Regions from separate parts of the Mus musculus genome. Here regions 2 and 3 are each linked to region 1. A link is a contact called in public Hi-C and HiChIP or PLAC-seq data. All regions are on one chromosome and are shown on one strand. Each heading gives the region's core, a stretch centred on a gene start, on an enhancer-like site or on the middle of the called end of the contact. The rest is flanking DNA. Distances are from core to core; before and after follow the strand shown.

What was found. Hi-C and Micro-C count contacts between places; a contact is called where the count stands out from the background. HiChIP or PLAC-seq counts read pairs in DNA pulled down with a chosen protein or histone mark.
Region 2: a Hi-C map of muscle stem cells shows a contact between it and region 1, with 2.4 times the contacts expected there. The contact joins two enhancer-like sites. A contact is called at or near these places in 2 of 15 datasets of contacts at CTCF or cohesin (large pre-B cells and pro-B cells), 11 of 484 Hi-C or Micro-C datasets (the G1E-ER4 cell line, Th1 cells, cortical neurons and 5 more), 10 of 115 datasets of contacts at active chromatin or transcription factors (astrocytes, embryonic fibroblasts, embryonic stem cells and 4 more) and 3 of 9 other capture datasets (adipose tissue, embryonic stem cells and liver).
Region 3: a contact with region 1 is called in a FOXA1 HiChIP or PLAC-seq map of pancreatic cancer cells. The contact joins two enhancer-like sites. A contact is called at or near these places in 8 of 115 datasets of contacts at active chromatin or transcription factors (T-cell acute lymphoblastic leukemia, Th17 cells, embryonic stem cells and 4 more) and 3 of 9 other capture datasets (adipose tissue, embryonic stem cells and liver).

What each region holds. Positions count from the first base shown.
Region 1 is chr7:63,751,293-63,756,140 of GRCm38.p6, forward strand. It overlaps Otud7a (OTU domain containing 7A), which reads left to right. Exons shown (of 14, transcript NM_130880.1): 12 at 3,340-3,454; 13 at 3,624-3,708. Among named protein-coding and RNA genes, the nearest start is that of Gm39023, 99 kb to the right of the region's middle. Within about 2 kb of position 2,334, at least 103 of the 459 cell types and tissues checked have an H3K27ac peak or open chromatin away from gene starts, as enhancers often do. A contact at or near this core is called in muscle stem cells and pancreatic cancer cells, where this site is marked.
Region 2 is chr7:64,237,015-64,241,862 of GRCm38.p6, forward strand. Trpm1 (transient receptor potential cation channel, subfamily M, member 1) reads left to right here. Exons shown (of 27, transcript NM_001039104.2): 20 at 642-770; 21 at 3,406-3,657. Among named protein-coding and RNA genes, the nearest start is that of Mir6416, 11 kb to the right of the region's middle. Within about 2 kb of position 2,322, at least 44 of the 459 cell types and tissues checked have an H3K27ac peak or open chromatin away from gene starts, as enhancers often do. A contact at or near this core is called in muscle stem cells and pancreatic cancer cells, where this site is marked.
Region 3 is chr7:64,190,705-64,195,552 of GRCm38.p6, forward strand. All of the region lies in intron 1 of Trpm1 (transient receptor potential cation channel, subfamily M, member 1), which reads left to right. Among named protein-coding and RNA genes, the nearest start is that of Mir211, 13 kb to the right of the region's middle. Within about 2 kb of position 1,982, at least 88 of the 459 cell types and tissues checked have an H3K27ac peak or open chromatin away from gene starts, as enhancers often do. A contact at or near this core is called in pancreatic cancer cells, where this site is marked.

The sequences.
Region 1 (4,848 bases), core at 1,084-3,583:
CACACAAGGCAGGTCACCCCCTCCTGGTAGCACAGAACACTGTCCTAACTGTACCCCGAGTTTGTGGACCTGAGCTCTGCAACTTGTGCTCCTGCTCCTTGGTGGAGAGGAGAGCGCAAGCTCTGCAGAGAACACACCTTGGGATGTTTGCCCATCTTCTGTGGGGCTGGGGGAGGTGGAGGGTGCACCCATGTTCTCATGCTTATGGGAGCCAAAGGTCAATATTGTGTCTTCCTCAGTCCCTTTGTGCCTTTTATTTTGAGACATGGTCTATTGCTGATGTAGCTCAACTGGCTGTCCAGCGAGCCCCAGCTCCTCCTATCTCAAGCTCCCCAGCCCTGAGATTACAAGTATGAATTTTTGCACCTAGCCTTTAATAGGTGCTGGGTTTTGAAACTCATGTTTTCAAGGAGGAGAGTTTACCAACTGAGACATTCCTCTAGCCCCTCACCCATCCTTTTTGTGAACACCATGCTCAGTCCTATAGATGGGAGCCTGTAAGAGCCAACTGGTTTCTTATTTCTCTTTTCTAGAGGAAGAGCCTGCATAACTTCACTGGCTTGCATTCTTCTTTCATGCATATAACACATCTAGCTGAGTTCTTCGTACTGGGGTCAAGTCAACCCCTCCAGGTTGTCTCCACCTTCCCTCAGAGGCATTTTTCTTTCCTTCAAATTTGAGTCACTTAGACTGGCTGAGCCATCCACTCAGGGGTAGGCTAAAGACACGCTGAGAATCTGTAGCTTTCTCATTGTAATGGTAACCTCAAGCAGAAATATCCATTGTGTTTCATAGAATGAAAACTCCAAATCTTCATGGGCCAGTTAGAGATGCTGTAGTAGGCTTACAGGCTAAATGTAAGAGAGAGTTCTTTCCAAAGCAAACCGAAGAGTAAATCCTCTAAGGCCCATTTTGAAAGCTGTTGCTGTTATTGACATTTGCCACCAGGGGGTGCTCTATGATGCCGCCATTTGTTTGCCTGGGTAAAGCAGATGTTTTTCCATGTACAATGGGACAAACATGAAGTGCAATTGATGCTCATGAGGACAGCCTGTTTTTGAGATGCCCTTGGCTGCACCTCCCCTCAGCCTTCAAACAGGCAGCAGCTCATACTCGAAAGATCAGGTGTGAGCTGTATGTCTCCAGCCCCTCACTTAGGACGTAGTCTTCACCCCAGGACAGGAGAGTTGACAGACTGTCAGACTCTTTCTAGGTAGCCAGCACTAGAATCTTCAGATGTATTTCAGTTGTCTTCTCAGAGTAGACAGACCAGGAACCCAGTCCAGGCTATCTGCTGAGGGTAAGAATCCCCAGGCACGCTGTAGCCGTAAGGTAAGAAAGCTGGGACGTCCTGGTTTAGGTAATTTATCAGAAACCAGACAAAATCATAGTGGCTCAGGTTGGGCTCCCAAGTCAACAAAGCCTATGCTGGAGTTCTGGTTAGCAGACAGTTCTTCTCCCAATGAGGTTCAAGAGCCTGCTCCTGACGTCATATACTTGCATTGTCTGTGTAGGAGACATGGGCAGAGAGGGAAACGTCCCCTAAGCCTGGCCATATTGCCCAGAACTGACCATATTACTTTGCTCACAGCCTGTGCATTCAGCTAAGCAAACCACTCCCCACCACACCCCCTTGCTAAGAGGATGGAAAGTATAGTCACAGCTGGCCCATGAAGGGGTAGACAGCCTGACCCAGAACACCCAAATTATACCCACAGGAATTATTTCTGACAAGTTATTATCCTCTATAACAATCTTTTCCAAAACACCTTGATTTGAAGATCCACAGGGAAGCTTATTTACAACGTAGCCCTCCATCCTGATTCAGGACCCTTGCGTTGGCCCTCTGTATGAAGTACAGATCCCTAGGGGACACAATTCTAGTGAGTCTGGGATGCAGTGTCCCTAAGGATCACCTCTGCTGTCCCCCAGCCACCGGTAGGAAGCCACACCAAAGCCTCAATGTGTGTTTGCTGACCTACAAGACAGGCTGAGCTCAGCCCTGGAAACGAAAGCCACATCAAAGCAGAATGAGATGTCCCAGTCCCCTCCCCCGTCAGACCTTACCTACACTGCTCCATGGCTGGCCACACACAAGGAAAACCCCTAAACTGGCTGGTGATCCACAAAACTGCCTTTCATCTGTTTAGGTGGGAAGAAAGGGGGTGGGGTGGGGGGGGAGAAGCAGTTTGCACTCACAGTCTCTTTAGAAACACTAGAGGGCAGCATTGAGTCGCATCTAATTTCTCAACTTTGCAGTATTGGCTCCTGGATTTTCTGTGTTTTGTTTGCCTTTTTGTTCTTGCCATGGCACTGCTAGTATGAATCATAGGCTACGGGCAAGCAAAGGAACAAAGCAGCTGCCAGGGGCCCTGAGCTGGGCTTCTCTGCGGTGGTGAGACTCCAGAGGGGTGGGGCATCCTGAGCGAAGTGACAGAAAGGAGACTGGTACTCATTAGGAAGGTGGAATTTGGAAACCATCTCCACACTTCTTCCTGTTCACTACCCCTGACAACACCCTGAGGAGAAAGCAGATGTGACATTAAGGATTCCATTTGCTAGGAGCAGGGATCCCTCGGGAACTCATCAGATCTCAGTACACCTGTAGGTAGATACTGACCCCACCCATACTGGTCTCGGTGGCTGGTGTGCCTCTGTCCAGATGCTTTGTGGTGAACCAGCTCCTCTGAGAAGTAACAGGCCAGACTCCCCCACCTAATCACCACCGCCACAGAAGGCTCCCTCTCTGCTCCCCTTTTAAAGGGGCTGTAGGCCAACACTGCCTCTCCTGGACTTGTCACTAGATGCTTTCTGTAGGAGCCTGCTGCCTGGTCCTATGCAGATGAGCTCCCTGGTGGGGGCGGGGGGTGCAGCCCCCACCTCCAGTCTTGCCTCAGCAGAGCTCAGCTCACACCTCTCCCAACTTGCAAATTCTGCCCTTCTCTGAGATGAAATGGAGGCAAGGAGCAGGTCATCCAAAAGTGGCCTTCCGTGGTTCACCACACCCATCTGGGTTTTTCTTCGGAAATAGCAAAAGCACCCATAGCTTTTTCTCATCCTGACAGCAGAGAGATGCCTGCCCTCTAACAGAAAGAGACCCTGTCAGTCCAGGTGATGCCTCCACCTGCTTGCTCTTCGCCTACATAATAGAAACAAGTTTGAAACCTATAGTCTTAACATTCGTGGTATGCAAGTTCTGAGTCTACCTTCTGTCTCCATTAGGTTACCTGCCCTGGGACAGCTATTTTTGAATTTCTGAGCTCTGAACTCTGCTGGTGCCTCCAGCCTCCTGGCAGGCAGATGAGGTGCCTGTCACCATGCCTCTCTCTTCTGTTTCAGCTGTGATCCCTCTGACGGATTCGGAACACAAGCTGCTGCCCTTGCACTTTGCTGTGGACCCGGGAAAGGACTGGGAATGGGGGAAAGATGACAACGACAATGCCCGGTTAGCCAAGTAAGACCTGCCCCGCAGTCCAGTCCGGACCCCAACACCCTGCGGGAGAGTGGTGGTGACAGGACTCCTGTTGGGATTTGGGGGACTAAAGGGCAGGGAGAGGATTGCACGCGCAGGCGAGTGAGCTCCTGCCACCTCCGGAGCTTCTCACTGGGTGTTCTTTTGTCAGCCTCATCCTGTCCCTAGAAGCCAAGCTGAACCTTCTACACAGCTACATGAATGTGACGTGGATCCGCATCCCCTCCGAGACCCGGGTGAGCCTCGAGTGCACGAAGCCCCACCCAGTGACCGGGCAGCAGCCGCTCTGTGCGGTGCGGGCAATGCTGTGCCTCCCCAAAGTCTCCACGCAGCGCAGCGCTCGGCTCCACGCCTTGGGGAGGTCCCACACCTTCATGCCCCAGAACCGGACCCAGCTACTGATTCCTAGTCCAAACACTTCCTCCCGGTGGGAGGCGGGCGCGTATTAGGGGCCCTCCCTCTCCCCCACCCCCCTCCACCTCTTATTTTACACAGCAGGAGAAGAATAAACACACCCACTCACAAAGCAAACCGTAGGCAAGTCAAAACACAAAACTATCTCTGCAGAGATCGGAACAAAATGTGCCGCGGCAGAGCGGAATTAATTATAACTGTGTGTGGATCCTTAGAAAATCTAGGGAACCAACAGCGCTAGTCCTCAGCGCGCGCCCTTCCCCTCCCTGAGGCGGAGGTGGCCTCCGGTGGAGCTAGCAGAAGGCGGAGAGACGCGGACCCATCCCGGGGGTGGGATGGGGGTTGCCCCTGCTTGCAGATGCTGAGAGATTCTTTTTAAGTTTGTGACTGATGTTTTCATAATCTTGGGAGGGAACTCCCAAGGGAAGGGATTTGTGAAAATTGCTTGCAAATAATTGGTCCTCCCTGACATCCGTTTACTTATGTATCCAGCGGATTCAAAGTACTGAAAGGAGACATCCCGCTGAATGGCTCCTGCCCCACTGTTCTGATTGCTCACTTCCGCTTCGCCTGGACATCATCCAAGTAGGGCGCCCCCACGTGGCTCTGATTCGCCATGTTCTTGGGGCACAAGAGACAGCCAGTCAGTGACAGAATCTTGCCTCTCTCATGCTGGAAGGTGCCACTGTGCCCCAGGATGATGCTCTGTAGCACCTACGTGGTATGCAATGGCAGCAGCCCTAGATCCATAATCAGTACCTTCCAGCTGAGCACATCTTTTCCCTACAAAGAGCAGGATGCATGGCCAGACCTTGGTGACCTCCATATCAAGTACAAAGCTCAGCAGACAACCCCACTGCTAAAGGGCACACAGCCAAGGCCCCTCTCTTACTGGGGCCCCTTTCCCTGTTTCAACCTTGAAGCTGACACTCTTTACCATCCCCGGCAAGCCAACCTAAAAC
Region 2 (4,848 bases), core at 1,072-3,571, 490 kb after region 1:
GAGCAGTCCCAGAGTCATGCCCAGAGTAGTTTGGGCAAAACGCCATTCTGGAGAGCCAGCTACAAAGAACCTCCCTCCAGACGCGCTCTTTCCCCATGTGCCTCAACTCTTCCCCCACCCCAATCCTACCCCTTTCCTTGTCAAAACAATAATTTGTTGTGGCCACAGAATATCACAGACCTGTCACTGGAAATTGGGGAGTGGGGGGCAGGGACTCTTAGGTCAGCACTGTGACCCTTCGCTGAGAATTCGTCCACATGGCCTCTCCTAGCTTCTCAGTTGTCCATCTACAACGCAGGAATTTAAGAGCAAGTTGGGTGAGACAGGAGTGCTAAGTCACCCTTGCCATTTTCGCAGAATATAAAAGACATACCAACAAACTACCAAAAAGGGTTCCTTGTAAAATATGATCCTTGCAACTTCATAACAAAGGTATAGTTGGGCAGAGCATAGGCTGTCTATGTCAGAGCCTGTACTGCACCAAAGTGTAGGACACCCCCAAGCTACCCCAGTTTCCGAACCAGTGATAGACCCACAGGAAGGATGTCCTCTAAGTAGGTCAGTCTATGGGAAGAAGCCTTTTGTAGATGAAGCACTGAATGTCATCCCTGAGACACACCTGCCATCTTTTCCTTCTTCAGATTTCCTACTTGGGCTACTTGCTGCTGTTCAATTATGTCATCCTGGTGCGGATGGATGGATGGCCATCACCCCAAGAATGGATTGTCATCTCCTACATTGTGAGCCTTGCATTGGAGAAAATACGAGAGGTGATTCTTGAAAAGTCTTGTCCCACCCCCTAATGGCTGAGTTCAATTTCCGATGCTAGTAATGCAGAGTTGTGTGCAGATGACGGCTCCCAGGGAGGCGTCACCATCTCCAGTCACTCCATTTGCTTGTTTCAGATGTATACACCCCCTCGCGCTGACTGAGTTTCAACTCATAGTTCAAAACGCAGGGAAAAATAAATGACATAATAATAGAACTAGGTTTGAATATGTAAACGAGCTACACCAAATGCTGCCAGCTACTTGAGATGAGCCAATAGTTCCAAATGGGCACAGATTTTGGCTGTCTTTTGAGACCTGAGAGCTAAACTGGAGTGATACATGAGATTGCACTTTTTAAAAGATGTGTGTGTGTGTGTGTGTGTGTGTGTGCATGTGTGTGTGTGTCCCACACACGCACACTCACACCCTTGCCTGCACATGCGCCTGAGAATGCATGTGCCCGTCTGTGTGAATGCACCCATCCATGTGGGTAGACTTGCCCATGCTCTCTTAGGTTAGCTTCATTTGTCTACCTTCAGGTTTGAAGCAGAGTCTCTGAAATGAGCCTGAAACTCACTGTTGTAGTTAGACTGGCTGGTGGGAAAGTCTCTAGATCCCTCGCTCTCTGCAACATTCCTACCCTCATCACAGTGCTAGGGCTATAGGCACACACCACCATATCCAGATGTTACATTACTTCCAGACATCCGAACTCAGGGTCTCATGCTTGCCCAAGAAGCACTTCACCCATAGATCCTCCTCCCCAGCCCTAGGAATAGCATTTATGCTGTAACTTTGGACTTTGGGTCACACTGTGCACTTGCGCAGTTGGTCTCTTGTTCACAGCGTGCATGGAAGAGAGGCCTGGAGGCCATAGGAGAAGGAGCTGAATAAGGCGTGGCTTCAGAAAGAGGCTGTTCACAATGTAATTCCACTGAAAGAAAAAGAAAAAAATCCTGAAAGAAGGGAGAGGAGTTGCTTACCCATATCAGTTGTTCGGCACCAAGCATAGCAGTGACTCCAATTACCCAAGGGCAGGCCTCCCAGAATGGGGCAGGTGTGGGCCTAACAGGAGCACCTGCACCAAATGGGTGGCATGCCCACCTGGTGAGAGGTTCCAGGGAACCTGGGTGGGGCCCAGAACAGCTGCTGCAAGCAGAGGGGCCCAGTTTCTAAAAGAAGTGCTGAAAAAGAACAGACACACTCCTACACGGGACATGGGGGAGTGGGGGTTAGCCAAGAAGGCAGTTTCTTCAGGAAGCGGAGGAAACACCCCTGAGGATGGGTCTTCTGCTGTCACCCACAAGTCTGAACTTAACTACATTCACTCCCAAACAGCAAGTTTTCATCCTGGCAGAACAGGAGCTTAAAGTGAAAAACCACACAGTACTGATTGCCGATCTTTTCCCTACGGACATAGAACCAATACTGTTGCTTCGTAATTACTGTTACTTTGTACTTACTGTTGAGCTCATCCAGTAGAGTAAGTGTGATGACTGTCACTGGTCAAATGACAGCTGAGCAATCAAGAGTGCTGGGAATTCCTTCTCTACCCCACCCTCTTGCATGACTCCTATTGCTTCTCTGGCTCGGTTCCATTAGATTTCTGTGGCTGTTACAATCCAGGACTTCCCAAAGGGCCTGTCTTATCATTATATAACGTGTACGATGCAGAGGTGAGGAGACACATATGTAGGAGTCAGAGGACGATTTTGGGAATCCATTTTTGTCTCTCTACCTTTACGTGGGTCTCAGGCAACCAAACTCAGGTCACCAGGCTTGTATGACAAGTAAGTGTTTTACCCACTGACCCAACTTGCTATCCCTCCATCAAGATCTGGATCCTGTGACTAGTTACAGGAGAGACAGGGCAGCTGTCGGCCAGTACACATGGCTTGCTGAGACATGGAGCCCTTCTGTGTTAGTTTATAGTCAGCCAACACTCCACTGGCCCTGGAATCCCAGGATCTCTCCATGATTTCCAAAGCTGAAGGGGTACCCTGGCATTGCTGCCTTGTGCCCTGTATGCCTCTGCTGTGTCTGCCATGACTTTATATGCATGACTCTGCTGGCTGAATAGTTTCCACTTTATTCTATGTGGAAGTGTCCTATTAGTCAGCGGTGACGCAGAAAAAAGGATATCTCAAACAGGAGGGGAAAATCTGGTTCAACTTTCCCTGACTTCTCATGTCTAACTTGAGAAGGAATTTTGGCAAGCCCATGTTTCCCAGTCCCATCCAGCCATCCTCTGCCAGGTGGGTCATCCTTCTGTGGTGACAGAGAACTTGTCCCTACTCTAGAGTTGTCTGTCCTTCTGTAGAGGTCTGGAATGTGAGCCAACAGGCATGAGTCCAGATCATTAAAAAGGGAATCAAAAGGCAGCTGCTCTAATTACAGCCAGAAGGAGACAATTTGGAAGGCATTTCCTGCGTCTATGAAACCCGTGCATCTAAGAACACAGAGGATTCTGTGGAATTTCCCCCTCTAGATATACCCTCTGCCAGAAAAATTCATGTGCAGAATTCAGTGCCCTGGCCCTGACTGTCCTGGCACTCTTATCTTTCCAAGAATCTAATGATGATAAGGTTTCTAATAGGATCCTCTCAGCTTACTGCTCTTTGGGGTTTACTTGTAGATCCTCATGTCGGAACCAGGCAAACTCAGCCAGAAAATCAAAGTGTGGCTCCAGGAGTACTGGAACATCACAGACCTCGTGGCCATCTCCATGTTCATGGTTGGGGCCATCCTTCGTCTCCAGAGCCAGCCATACATGGGCTATGGTCGGGTCATCTACTGTGTGGATATCATCCTCTGGTACATCCGAGTGTTAGACATCTTTGGTGTCAACAAATATCTTGGTCCCTATGTGATGATGATTGGAAAGATGGTTAGTAACAATTCCCCATGAGTAACCAGATAACTTGGCATTAGAGCACCAAACCAAGCTAGGGTGTGGCTTCCTTTGATTTCGTTTCAGTCTTTCCTTTGCAGCTGGCTTAACACATGCAATTGCCCTGCATGCTGACATCTTCATAAACTCCAACAGGAAGGCATGGGTTGCACATTTCCTATGCATGCCCTTACATAGACATTTATCTCTTACTGTGCACCAGGGACTTGATACATGGCATCTTCTTTCTTCCATGTCATATTTAAACTTAGTGTGATAACTACATTTATCAAATTTGTTCTGATTCGATACTGATTATATTTCAATAGTAAGAGAAAAGAAAATGTCCTTTGCTTTTCTAAGAATCTGCTTTGCAGTCCCAGGACATAAGAGAGCCTAAGTTCTTAGAAGTAGTCAGAGTTCAGTAGCAGGTAGCTGGGGAGTGATTAAGAACACTGGCTGTTCTTCCAGAAGACCTGGGATCTATTCCCAGCATCCACATGGTGGCTAACAACCATCTGTAATTCCAGTACCAGGAATCAAACACCATCTTCTCGCTTCTGAGTGCACTATATACACATTACATAGACATACATGCAGGCAAAGCACACATACACATAAGATAAAATAATTTTAAATTTAAAAATTAATTCGGCAACAGTTGTATCTCTATATACTTGTTCTGCATCTTGGAAGCTAGAACCATCACAGAAATGATTCACATCAGAATCTGGATTTCATGTTTTAAGAAGTTGCATCCATTTTAGAAAGCTCTCATAGTAAAATTCAGATTGATAACTCCCTAGCCTTTGGCAGAAGTCAGTGACAGTGAGACCTAAGGCTGGCCCCTACCTGTAACCCAACAGTCTTTGGTTCACAGGCTCCATCCTGGGGTGGCTATGTTCTTTGGGTGATTAGTATGAGAAAAATCCATGATGACATTTATTTCAAAACAGGTCACAGAATGTGAGACTGCTCACAAACCAGTAAGTTATTCCTGACTACTAAAATGGATTGTGTTAGGACTAGTCCCAGAATAAAAAGCCATCTTCTAAGTTATATAACAATCAACTCATGGGATAATAGAATAATAATTATTAACTTAATAGAGCCAGTGGGTTTGAGCTACAGGACATATGATTTAGTTAATTCCAGTAAGGACTCTTATACTCAGAGGTGTTCAAAATT
Region 3 (4,848 bases), core at 732-3,231, 440 kb after region 1:
AAACGTTCAGTTTCTACCCTGTACCCCCAAAACCCAATACAAACAAAAGTTCAGTCTCTTTAAAACATCCAATGTCTCTTTCAAAGTTCAAAGCCTCTCTAAAACTACAGTCTCTCTAGAAGTCCAAAGTCTCTTAACTGTGGGATCCCATAAAATAAAATAAAAAGTTACATAATTTTATACTCCAAGAGGGAAGAGTCAGGGCATGGTCATAATAAAACCAAAACCAACGTCCAATAGTGTAAAACGTTCAGCACCTGGCATCTGGAATGTACTCATGTTCCTGTGGGCTCCAAAGACCTCAACAGTGGCACTTCTCCAGCTCTGCCCTCTGCCACACACACAGCTTGTCTTGTGGACTCAGGCGGGCATCCCTCCATGGCTGCTGCTGTCCTTGGTGGTCATCTATGGTATCGGAGTCTTCAAAATGTTGGGCTCTGTACTGTAATTGGACGGTACCTTTCCCAATAGCCTCTCCTGGCCTCTCCTCAGAGACTCTAACCTTGTTACATGGGGCCAGGCCTCAGTCTCTTCCCATGACCCCTTCGGTATTGAAGCTTCAACTGCAACTGAGTCTGCACCTTCTCCAATGGTTCCTTATGGCCTGTGTGTGTGAATGTATATGTGTGTATGTGTATGTGTGTGTGTGCCTCTGTATATGTGTACATGTGTGTGCATATGAGTGTGTGTGCCTGTGTGTGTGTGTGTGTACACCACAGTGCAGATGTGGAGGCAGAGGACAGTCTGTAAAACACAGTTCTCTCTTTCTCCAGTGTGGATTCTGGGAACAGATTCCCAGGCTTGGTGGCAAGCACCTTACCTGCTGACTTACCTTACCGCATGACTCTTTTATAGGAGCCGTGAAGACGTTCTGGATGTAGACAGTGCCAATGGTCATATAGTCCCTGAAGTGGACCAAAAGCAATGAACTACAAGCTTTAAGGCAAATTTTAGGGCTTGTGGCTTATATCTCAATATATTCACATTTTGACAATTTCACATATACATACAATGTGTTTCGATCATATTCTCTTATTACTTTCTTTTATTCCCTCCTTCTCTTACTAACTCCCCTCTTTCCCCCAGCTAGTCCCCCTTCCAGTCTCTCTGTGTGTAGCACACTGAGTTCAATTGGGATCGATTGTCTAGGTGTGGGTGGGAGGAGAGTCACCATAGACCGACAACGTATCAGTCCACACTACTGAGGAAGACAGCTAACTTAAAGATCACTCTTTTCTCGGGGACTCCCAATTGGAGAATGGTTTCTTAATGTGTCCGGGCAATGTCCCCTGGCGCAGACAGCGTGAGTCCTGTCACTGGCTGGATGAGCTGGGACAACTTTTGACATTTCACATAGGCTAGCCCTGTGCTTTTGAGGGATACTGAGGGCCAAGCACCAGAAATAAAGTCTTCATGTGAGAGTCTAGGTAAACCCCCGAGGCACCATGACTCTCTGAGTCTGACACCAGCCTCAAGCCCACAGACAAGGGGCAGCTTCTCCTTCATTTTCTGGGGGCAGTTTGGAAGTGTTCAGAGCTGCTTCACCACAGAGACAGAGAAGCTGTGCCTAAACTTGAGACACAAGAGCCAGAAAGGCCGGTTGGCTCTAGGCCAGGGCCTCCCCTGAAGCAGAGGGTGGAGCAGGAAGGAATGACTGTGGGTTTTAATCCCCTGTGCACAGAAAGCTCTCTGGCTGGGGAGCCTGTCTGACTTTCTGCAGTGGACAGTTTCCCTGGCCAGTTGGTGCTGCCCCAGGTGCTCCCCTTGCGGCCGGGGGTGGGGTGTTCCACAGTGGAATCCCACAGTCACGTGCAGTGTGCAGGGCCATCAGTCAGTCACTTCACTTCCTGTAGGCTATAAGGAGAAACCAGAGTCTAGACCTCTTAAGTGCGACTGGCAGCTAGTTGTACTTTGTATGCCTGAGTCCAGCTAAGCCCCTGTGAGGGATGAGCAGCCGTGGGTGAGAGTCAGAGTCGTCTGCTCTAAATATACACACGAAACGAGTAGTTTGTCCTGGCTAAACTGGTCCAGTCATTTCACTGTGGACTTTGCTGTTAATTTTGGCCCAAGAAATGGCCATTGCGTAAACAGTCTCACGTAGCAGAAAGCCAATGTTTATGCCTGGAAGCCACTTTTCCCATTTCTGCCAGAGTAGAGTCACACCCTGCCTTTACAGCCCACCCAACTCACCCTCGTCCCTGCCCTAGCCGTCTCGAGAGTGTGCCTGCTCTCTCCCACCCTCCCTGTTGGGCCCTGTCCTTCATGTAGAGACGTGAAGGTCAAGTTGTTAATGTGCCTTGTAGCCTCTCATCCCCTAGGACCCCGACTTCTCTCAGCTCTTGTCATGGGCAAACTTCTCCAGCCTCTGACACTGTCTCAACCTCCTCACTCCGCCCTTTTACTGTAAAGCTCCGTTAAAAGCCTAGAGAATGCACTTTTATCTTACACAGGACACCTCGGCCACACTCACAGGTCATTCTACCAGAAAATAAACACCAGGCCCCATTGCTCATCAGGCTGCTCTCCCTTACACCCTTCCCACTGCTTGTCCAGGACCCACATGCTGGTACTCTCGAGGGGAGAAGCCAGTATTCTGAGGGAAGTAAGGGTAAGAAAAAAAGACTGTACTTGACCAGGACCACAAACAATGGCAGCCACTCAGAAAACCCCACCTTCTCAGAGACTGAAGGACAAAAGTCAAGCTGACACCCCATGGGGGTCACAGATGCCCTGCATGGGCTGAGAAGGAAAGAGAATCACACTTGAGATGGCTCCATCTCAGTGCTGCCTGGGTGGACCGAACAGGACCTAACTGCCAGAGGCACATTTCTCCTGGCCAACCTCCTCCAACTCCTGCCTTCTCATTATAATTATTTATTTATGCTCCTTCCGGTGCTCCCTTCTAGTCCCCTCCTCCGCAAGGCCCTCCTCACCCCCTTCTCCTCTGAGAGAGTTCCCCCTCTGTATCCCCACCCCCAACCCCCACCTGCAAATCAAGTCTTTACCAGATTAGGTCCCTCCTCTCCCACTGAGGCTACACAAGGCAGCCCTGCTGGGGAGCGGATACCACAGTCAGGCTACAGCTTTAGGGACAGGCCTCCACTCCAGTTGCTGGGGGCCCCACATGGAGACTGAGCTGCACATCTGCTACATATGTGCCGAGGGCCTCATTCCAGCCCATGTGTGTGTGTGTCTGTGTGTGTGTGTGTGTGTGTGTGTGTGTGTGTGTGTGTGTTCGTTCTGTGGTTGATGGTTCATTCTCTGAGAGCTCCCAGAAATCCCGGTTAGTTGACTCTGTTGGTCCTCTTGTGGGGTTCCCATACCCTTCCACTGGCTTCTTTATCCACCATATGGGACTATAGAGGACGGCCAGTGTGAGCAGGTCAGAGCCGGGCATCTGCCGTCTTTCCCATGCTCCCCACGAAGTGCCTTGAGAAGGCTCTCTCACCGAGCTGGAAGCTCACAGTTTCAGTCAGGCTGGCCAGCCAGGGAATGCTCGGGAGTTACCTGTCTTCACACACCTCCCTGCACTACTGGACTTACAAACCTATCTCTTTACACGTGTGCTAGACTCGAACTCAGGTTACCCAGAGAGCCATCTCCCCAACACGCCCTGCTCCTTGTCTTTCTTACTGTGACATGTCTGAAAGCGACAGAAAGGGTAGAGTCTAGGCACCATGTTGATTTTGTTGTTATAGTTGTTTATTTTTATTATTTTATACATATGGGTGTTTTGCCTGGGATCTGTGCATCCAGAAGAGAGTGAAGGGTCTCCTGGAATTAGAGCTACAGATGACTGTGAGCTACCTTGTGGGTGCCGGGAATTAAATCCCACGGCCCTCCAGAATAAAAGCTGGCACTCTTAACCACAGAGCCACCTCTCCAGCCCTTTGCTTTGTTTTGTCAGAGAGTGTCTTGCTACATAGTTCAATCTCTCAGCAATTCTCCTGCATCAGCCTCCCGAGTATTGTGTGTCTTAAACTGTGAACGGTGACCCAAGTAGAGAAGGGTGTCGATTTGGAGACCCAGAAACACGGCTGCAACAAAGGCTTCTGAGTTGGGGTGACCAGAAATCAACTCAAAGTCAAACACAGGATTCGAACATGTTTCTGGCGTTGCTCATTGGTGTGGTATGTATCGGTTCCACAGCGCCTGGGCCTTGAGCTCACTGCACAGAGCAGACAGGCATCATCAGGTCAGGATCTCTCGATATGGCCACCTGAGACACCAAGGCTCAGGCTGCAGTCTCTGATGAATCCTGGTGCTTCTGTTAACTGCTGTGCACTTAAAAAAACATGGTGACTTCATTATGGAGAGCAAAGATATTTAATATTTTCTAGCCACCTCTCCGCATGTAAGCACCAAATTAGTATAGCTTTAGATGTGTCAGCACGTCTGACTTTAAAAATTGCTGTCTGATTTGTTGACACGAGTTTCATTTTAAAAAGCGATTGAATGAGTTTCGCCTTAGGATTGAGAAAACATTTCCAACAACTTCTGAAATGGCCCTAAACACATTCTGCACTGTGTGGTTTTGGGAGGCAGCATATTCAACACTGACAATTATAAAATTAAAACACCTGTCAGTTCTGGAAGCTGTGGTAGATGATCTGAATCATGCAGTAACAAATATTCGGCAAAGACAGAATTCATTATAAGAAAATAAACAAGCACAGTTATCCAATTTATGTGCAGAATTGCTTCACCTTCGACAAATAGTAAAATTACATATCACACCATCAGAGACTTATTATAACACAATGTGTAATCAAATAGTTATTTTAAACACTTAAACACTTTGTTTCTTATTGATGAATGCTGTACTTATACACATCTATGCTTTATACA